2 separate regions of the Mus musculus genome follow, and region 2 is linked to region 1. The links are chromatin contacts, called in public promoter capture Hi-C maps. All regions are on one chromosome and are shown on one strand. The core of a region is the stretch at or near the end of the contact, and the rest is flanking DNA. Distances in the headings are between cores, read along the strand shown.

What was found. Capture Hi-C pulls out chosen DNA fragments and counts their contacts.
Region 2: a contact with region 1 is called in a promoter capture Hi-C map of liver. The contact joins the promoter of 1110004F10Rik here to the promoter of Rps13 in region 1. A contact is called at or near these places in 4 of 39 promoter capture datasets (the C10 cell line, cranial neural crest, embryonic stem cells and 1 more), 15 of 484 Hi-C or Micro-C datasets (CD4 T cells, CD8 T cells, LSK cells and 8 more), 15 of 115 datasets of contacts at active chromatin or transcription factors (the 230-238 cell line, the SCID.adh cell line, effector CD8 T cells and 6 more) and 3 of 9 other capture datasets (adipose tissue, liver and pancreatic islet).

What each region holds. Positions count from the first base shown.
Region 1 is chr7:116,332,697-116,336,411 of GRCm38.p6, reverse strand. It overlaps Rps13 (ribosomal protein S13), which reads left to right and starts at 2,222. Exons shown (of 6, transcript NM_026533.3): 1 at 2,222-2,327; 2 at 2,464-2,512; 3 at 2,638-2,716; 4 at 3,314-3,483. The coding sequence starts at 2,305. It overlaps Snord14a (small nucleolar RNA, C/D box 14A), which reads left to right and starts at 3,155; the gene lies at 3,155-3,241. It overlaps Gm10589 (a long non-coding RNA gene), which reads right to left and starts at 2,243. Exons shown (of 2, transcript XR_869889.2): 1 at 2,130-2,243.
Region 2 is chr7:116,090,954-116,094,888 of GRCm38.p6, reverse strand. It overlaps 1110004F10Rik (RIKEN cDNA 1110004F10 gene), which reads right to left and starts at 1,509. Exons shown (of 5, transcript NM_019772.2): 1 at 1,364-1,509. The coding sequence starts at 1,426. It overlaps 1700003G18Rik (RIKEN cDNA 1700003G18 gene), which reads left to right and starts at 1,740. Exons shown (of 4, transcript NR_029433.1): 1 at 1,740-1,827.

The DNA of each region.
Region 1 (3,715 bases), core at 973-3,472:
GACTTGGTTTCAGTTTCAAACATCCATGTAGCAACTAAGAATTTTCTGTTAACTCCAGTTCCAAAATATCTGATACCCTCTACTGGCCTCCATGGGCACTGCAGGTACTGTGATGCCAAGACAGACAAGACACACAGACACACATCTTTAAAAGTATATTAATTTTTTTCCAGGTAGACATGTTACTATGTATAGGATTAGAAATGTGCTTGGTGGGGCTGGTGAGATGGCTCAGCAGGTAAGAGCACCCCACTGCTCTTCCGAAGGTCCGGAGTTCAAATCCCAGCAACCACATGGTGGCTCACAACCATCCCTTACGAGATCTGACTCCCTCTTCTGGAGTGTCTGAAGACAGCTACAGTGTACTTACATATAATAAATAATAAATCTTTAAAAAAAAAAAAAAAAGAAATGTGCTTGGTGCCTTTAATCCCAGCACTTGGGAGGCAGAGGCAGGTGAATTTCTGAGTTTGAGGCCAGCCTGGTCTACCAGGTCAGCCAGGGTTATTCAGAGAAACCTGTCTCAAAAGCCAAAAAGGAAAAAAAAAAATGTGCTTGGAATGAGTAGAAATAAGGGCAAAGTGGAAGGACATGAGGCCAGGGACTTGGGTTTTATTTCAAATACATGGAGAAAATATAAAAAGAGAGCCCCTGAGATGGCTCAGTAGCCAAAAGTGCTTGCTGTGCACTGACAACTCTAGTTTGATATTCAAAGCCAGGTAAAAAGATGAAAAGACTACACAAGGTTATCCTCTTACCCCATATTCACACAGTAAAAGTCTTTAAAAACAATTTAGATCTTCCAGAGGTCCTGAGTTCAATTCCCAGCAACCACATGGTGGCTCACAACCATCTATAATGGGTTCTGATGCCCTCTTCTGGAGTGTCTGAAGACAGCTACAGTGTACTTATATTAAATAAATAAATCAATAAATCAATCTTTAACACACACAATTTAGAGGGATTTACAAAGAGACCACTAACCACTAGGCAGACAATGGATTGTATACATAATGGGACACCACTTAAGCTGCCTGAGAGATGATGGATAGGATTGGGGTACCCGTGGAAACAATGAAGTATTTGATACGTTTCTGTGGTGAGATGTGTTGGAGTGACTCGTGGAAATGAGAAAGACTATTGAACCCTAAATTTGTATTCGGACAAATGTGTTAGAGTGAAATGAAGTATTCTTGCTTAGGGATTGCGAATTGAAGCCAAGCTTGATGTTCGGATCACATATCTGGGCTAAAAGTGTGAATCTGGTTAATTAATCAAATACAACTTTGCCAGGAAATAAATACAAATTTGGTTCAAGTTCCCAATGTTTTGGAAAACGTAATTCAACTAGTAATGGGTTAAAAGAACGCAGCTGGGCATGATGGCTCAAACCTTTCATCATCATTTCAGCATTTTTTTAAGAGACAGAGGCAGAAAGACTTAACGTGTGTTTGAAGCAAGCCTGGTCTACAAGGCGAGTTCCTGAACAACCAAAACTACATTGAGGGACCCGGTCTCAAACACAACAAAAAAGAAAACTGGATCAGTATTTCAGTACTGTTTCAAACCTCTCACGCTTCACTTGTCAACAGGGTCTTGTAGATCTGAGTTTCTTGGGTCCATGTCTTTGTTGTTTTTTGTTGCATTTACAATAAATTGTTATATTCACCCATTCTTCGAACGCTCTGTGGTGAACCGGACTAGGACATCCTTAAAAGACCAACTCCCGGGGTAGTCCCTTTCCCCCTCATCTTCTCGAAGCTTCTTTCCTCGTTCCCAACTCTTCTCCGACGGGGGTGAGCGGTTCTGCGCTCCGACCTGTGTAGAAAAGGCGCGCAGACAGGAGGACAGACCCGGGCGGGGCTCGGAAGCCTAGAATTAACGATCTAGAGAGAAGCGCCGGCTGCACCTAGGCTTTGCGATCATCCCACACCGCACGAGTTCGGGGCTGCAGAGGGAGCCCTGAGAAACCCGCAGCTTATCCAAATCCTTCAGCCCAGGACTCGAGCACGCCCTAGGTCCCCTCAGATGCGACTTCCGAAGAGATGTTAGAGACAGACTTGCTGCTCTGGCTAAGAGCAAGACTAGAGACAAGAGTTCAAGGCGTAGCAACCCAGCCATACACTTACCGCCTCGCCGCCATGCCTTCTGGGACGCGTAGTCTCCCGGGCTCCGGTGGCCACACTATGTAGCCCCGCCCCCGCGCGAGAGCAAACGTCGGTGAGTGGCGTCACTTCCTGTGCGGCTTGATTTCCTGTGCCGTTTCCTACCTCGTTCTCTCTTTGCTGCCAGACCTCCGCCATCATGGGTCGCATGCACGCTCCCGGGTGAGCCCGCGGCGCCGACCTTGGTTGCGGGGCTGGGGCGCGGGGCTGAGAGAGGAGGATGCGGGCTGCGGGTGAAGGGACAGTGGGGCTGCTTGGGGCGCGGGCCGCCGCTTTACTTCCTATCTTCTGTTTTCAGGAAGGGCCTGTCCCAGTCGGCGCTGCCCTACCGCCGTAGCGTCCCCACGGTGAGTAGAGGCTGAGGGTTGGAGGGCGGCGTGGGAAGCGATCGGTGCGCGGGAGGATGGGACCCGAAGTGGAAGGTTGCCGCCGTGCTCTCTCATCCTAAGGCCGATTTCTCTTCCATCTGTAGTGGCTGAAGTTGACGTCTGACGACGTGAAGGAACAGATTTACAAATTGGCCAAGAAAGGCCTGACTCCCTCCCAGATAGGTGAGTGTTGATGTAATCTCTTCCTTCTGCTCTCGAGAAACAAATGTGTCTAGTCCGTATGTTAAAAAGGTTCCTCCTGCTTCCACAGCGGAGCAAGGGCTGTCTGGGATTGAGTCACATCTAACTGAATTGATTCTAAGCTGCTCTGACTTTGTACAAATGGGAAATAACTCGTTTCTGGTAGCTTGGCTTCTGAGTCTGGGAATAACTGCTCATCGGAGGAAAATATCCTCTTTAGGATATAAAAAGTTCGCTAGAAATATGCAGAAAAAATCATGTGAAATGGGCTCAGCTGATCTGAAGTAATTTGAGGTTTAAAAGCAATAACATGCAGTTTTAAAGATAGGTACAAATAAATGTTGGGCTGCTTTTAAGTTAATACTAAATATAAAGGTAGAAGTCACATTGTTTCCTCTGGTCAGATGTATTCTGGCAAGCTCACAGTGATGATGGTGTTCCAACATTCGCAGTTTCCACCAGAAGGACTTTCCATGTTGGGTTGACCTTCCTTGGATGTCTGAGTGAGCTGGAAATTTGGAGTTTGGCTGTTAGGGTTTTATCGCATGTGTGTGTGCTTGAGTGTGTTTCTCTTTTCAGGTGTAATCCTGAGGGACTCACACGGGGTGGCCCAGGTCCGTTTTGTGACTGGAAATAAAATCTTGAGAATCCTCAAGTCCAAAGGCCTTGCCCCTGACCTCCCCGAGGATCTCTACCATTTGATTAAGAAAGCTGTTGCTGTCCGAAAGCACCTTGAGAGGAACAGAAAGGTAAGGCGGACAACAAACCAGGTGTTGTGTCGAGACACTTGCGCTGCGGATCTTCAGAGGGGAGAACGCACTTGAGTCCTCTCAGGTGGTTCTGGGTGCTGGCTAATAGTCAACATGATAGTTTCCTAGAAATAGGTGGTTTGATTTTTAGCTCCCCTAAACTATTACATCCAGTTGGTCCCAGGTGCTGGGGCTTTTGTGTAGGTTTGTGGCTATGGGCCTTATTCTAGGA
Region 2 (3,935 bases), core at 260-2,759, 240 kb after region 1:
GCAATTATAATCACCTATAAATCAACTATCAAGACAACAGTTATAGGATTTGAAATATATCAAAGTTCACCTGGCTAAAAAGTTGTTTTATTTCTGAGTCTATCAAAGCAAGAATGTGTGACATTCTCGGAATCAACTCACAGTTGATATTGGGAGGAAAACAATGTAACAGCTCTTTTACATCTACAATCTAGATCACTAAAAAAACCTAGACAAATTCCTAACAATGCAGAATGGCGGTATTAACAATGGAAGATCTAAATTCCAGTCGCAGGGAAGACAAGGGACATGAATTAATCTCACAGACAACCAGTCATCCCTCCACTCTTTTTTAATTGATTACTAATCTTCCTCACAAGGCTAAAATTTATTCTATTATTACAATTCTGGTCCACACCCCATCTTCCAACCAAAGGAGTGTGGTTCTTAGTATTCTCTCATTAACTACAAAATAATTCAGGGAACCTTTTATGGCTCACAAAGGACTTATGAAAGATGTCAAACTGCACTAAAAGTTACAATTCTGAAGCTGACAGTGTATGAATAAGCGAGACCAGCTTTCATCTGTCTCAAAGATGACTTCCTCATGTCCCCTTCCCACCAACTTCCCCATCAATGTTTCCAAGGGATTTCATTATAGAAGAACCTAATTTTACAAGTTACCTGCAGTTTCTAAACACTATGCTAGAGCTAAGACAAATATAAGCATCCTCTTTATTAATCTTCAATTCCAGTATCTGGCATTGTAGTCAGTACTGAACAGGTTAATAAGGGACAGTTTATTATTTAAACTGATGAGCTGAAGGCATGAGAGGGCAGGAAAAAGGTATCTGACATCAAAATGCGCTTCTGGGTCTCACTCCCTCTGACCTCGCCATTATTCCATCCCCAAACTGTCTACCACAATCTTCGGCTTAATATTGGTCTCTGTTTATTAAGAATGGTGTAGTTAGGGCAGCAATTACCAGTACACTGCAAAAAAGGATTCGGGCTGGAAAATTTGTCCAAATGTGACTGAACATTTCGCGATTGCCAGAGGAGCGTTTTAGACCAATGTCAGGACTATGACATATCTATCCTGAAATGACTAAGAAATGAGCTTCACCGGTTTCCCAAAACGCAAAGACATCTCGATTAAGCTCTTTTTCCTTTTCGACCCTTCTCAGGATTTCCTTCCTCAACCCCCGTTCCTACGCAGGTCTCTGTATCTCAGCTCAGGGCCTCTTCAATCCTTCAGATTCTAGTAGGAAAAGGAAGACATCCCTCGTTGCGCCCCCTTCCTTCGGGCGCTTCTTCCTCCATCCACCCTTCCCGGCCTACCCCAGCCTTCACTAGGCCTCAACCCTCATCCATTGTTATTTACATCGTCGTCGGGGGAGGCTGAACGTTTCACCCCGTGCGGGTGAGACTCCCGGGCAGCACTCATCGTAGCTGGGATCCTGACGGGGATATGCCAAACACACTCGCAGTTCTCCTCAAACGCGACACCAGCAGCCCTCACCCAGCCGCCGGACCAAGCAGCGCCACTCCAGAACGCAGAGCCCCCTCCGGCCCTTCACCGCTACAGTCGTCACTGCTGCGGCCGCTCGTCACCCTGGAGCACACCGGGAGTTGTAGTTTTTTTGGACTCACTCTTTACTGGCCTGACTAAGCCGTCTTCAGTGACTTAAACTACATTTCCCAGGAGGCCGAGCGAAGCATCTCGCGCGGCGTGGCGGGAGAGCCCTCGGAGGCTACGCTTTCTTCGGCGTGTAGAGGGAGCTTTCCCGTGGATGGGTATGGTGGTGATCGTTGGCGGAGAGCTTCGTTGCCACAGACAGACCTAGAGTGGGTTTTCGCCTTTTTGTGTGTGTGAGGTTCTGCCCTGTTAGTAAACACATTCATCATAGTTAAACACATAGACTTAAGTGTAATGTTTGAGGCTTTTTGAATACAAGTTCTCGGCCCAAGACAAAAACCTAAAACATGGCTTCTTCCCCCAGCCTAATGTGTGGTCTCTACTGCTCACACGGGATATTCTAACGTCTTCATTCTCTTCCTTTCCTTCCTTCCTTTCTTTTCTTACTGAATAGAGTTCAGTGTGAAGCTGAAGGCTTGTTAATTGGCTGTTTTGTTTTTCGTTTTTTTTCTAAACAGCTCCACCCCTCAGGAATTGTGGACCGTTTTCCACTGGGCTTAGTGTATTCTAGATAAGAGTGACCCAACTCTCTGATCCCTTTTTAAGGTAGATATTATTTGAAACTTCATCGACTGAAGTCTGTCTGCCAAAAAAAAATCCTGTATCTTTATTATTTTTCTTGGGGTGGGGGTGGGGGGTAAGTTTCCTATATAATAAACCCCTTTAAAGTTACAATACAGTAGCAGTCTCAACCTGTTTCAACTGTCTCCTCAGTCTAGTTGCAAGAGACCACCCCCACCCCGCCCCCTTAGGATGGATACATTCGCTGCCCTTCCCATTTGCAATCTTGTTTCTAGTTCCCTTTTCCTCATTTCCCTGCTCCCTTTCCAGCCCCAACTAAGCTTCCTGCAAGATCTTGTAGTCCAGTGTTCAGATACTGAAGATAAACTTCTGTATGTTATAGCTGAATTTGCATCCACAGGTGAACCTGACATACTGTCAGGATGACTTTCTTGCCCTTACTCATTCTGAAGACTTCCAGCCTTGATTTTTAAAAAGATTTTTTTTTCAAGTATAAACAAATAGTATGACAACAGTACATGGCTAGTCTTAAGTCCCCATACCGAGTGGTCTATGAGACACCTGTCAGTGTCTGTGCTCAGCAGTTACTCTAGTTGAACTACATTTCAGATGACGATGAACCACTGATAGAACTGTGCCCAAAGTGAAACCTGACTATGCCTGTGAACCTAGTGTCTGGGAGGTGGTGAAGGAAGATAAGAAATTCAAGATCATCCTCTTCTAAGTAATGTGTGGTTTGTCAGCCGAGTCTATAGTAAGACCTCCTCTCAAAATAAAAATAAAAAATAAAAATAAAATAAAAACAGTACCCCACCCCCCGCCCCTATCCCAAACATCAGGACTTAGAGCTATGCACACAGGGAAGACAGTTTCTTAATTTATGCAGTCATAGATCCAATTCCTTTATTTTTGAAGCAGAGACTAGCTTTTAAATAAATTATATAAAAATACGGTTAGAGCTATATTTAATAAGCCTAACCAAAACAAACTAATCTCTTATTTCTGTGTTAAACCACAATAAAGGAAAAAAAAAAACCCATGAAGAAAATATTTTTAGAAGTGGTTTTTTAGTCACTAAAATTAAAATATTTTACCTACTAACTTCATGACCCTACTTAGTTTTTATTTAACTTTTATAAATGCAATTACAATGGAATTCCATCGAGGTAACAAAGTAGGATGATTATAATTCACTTCAAATAGATTTGAAAAATTGTAATAAGCACAATTTAGAACTCTTAATGTTACTGGCAAAATAAGATGGCCCAGTAGCTACTTAAAGATAGCTAAGTGACTCTAAGATGAAGAGGATTATTATTAAGGTTAGTAAATATTAAATAATTTTAACTTTAGTAATAGATAAAAGTCCAGGAAATTTTAATGTGCTTTTTATTCACCAGATTTGTGGCACATCTGGATGGCTATGTGTTCAAGTTATCATAAAACATCATGGAGCAAATCAAACCTCAGAATAACATACTGTATTATTTGAACAGACTTGACTCAGTTCATGTTCACAAAGCTAGATGTGAAGATGAAACTGTATAGTAGTAGCAATATATGATGACACAGAGACTTAGTAATACTCTCCCTTGTTAACAAGAAGTCATCGATGGAGCTATGAAATACCTTCTCTAATACAAGACCATTCCAGTTTCACTTTTTGTTTGTTTTCTAACACAGTGCCACAGGATGGTTAGTGAATGTCTTAAGTTTGTACTACCTTAGATATTCT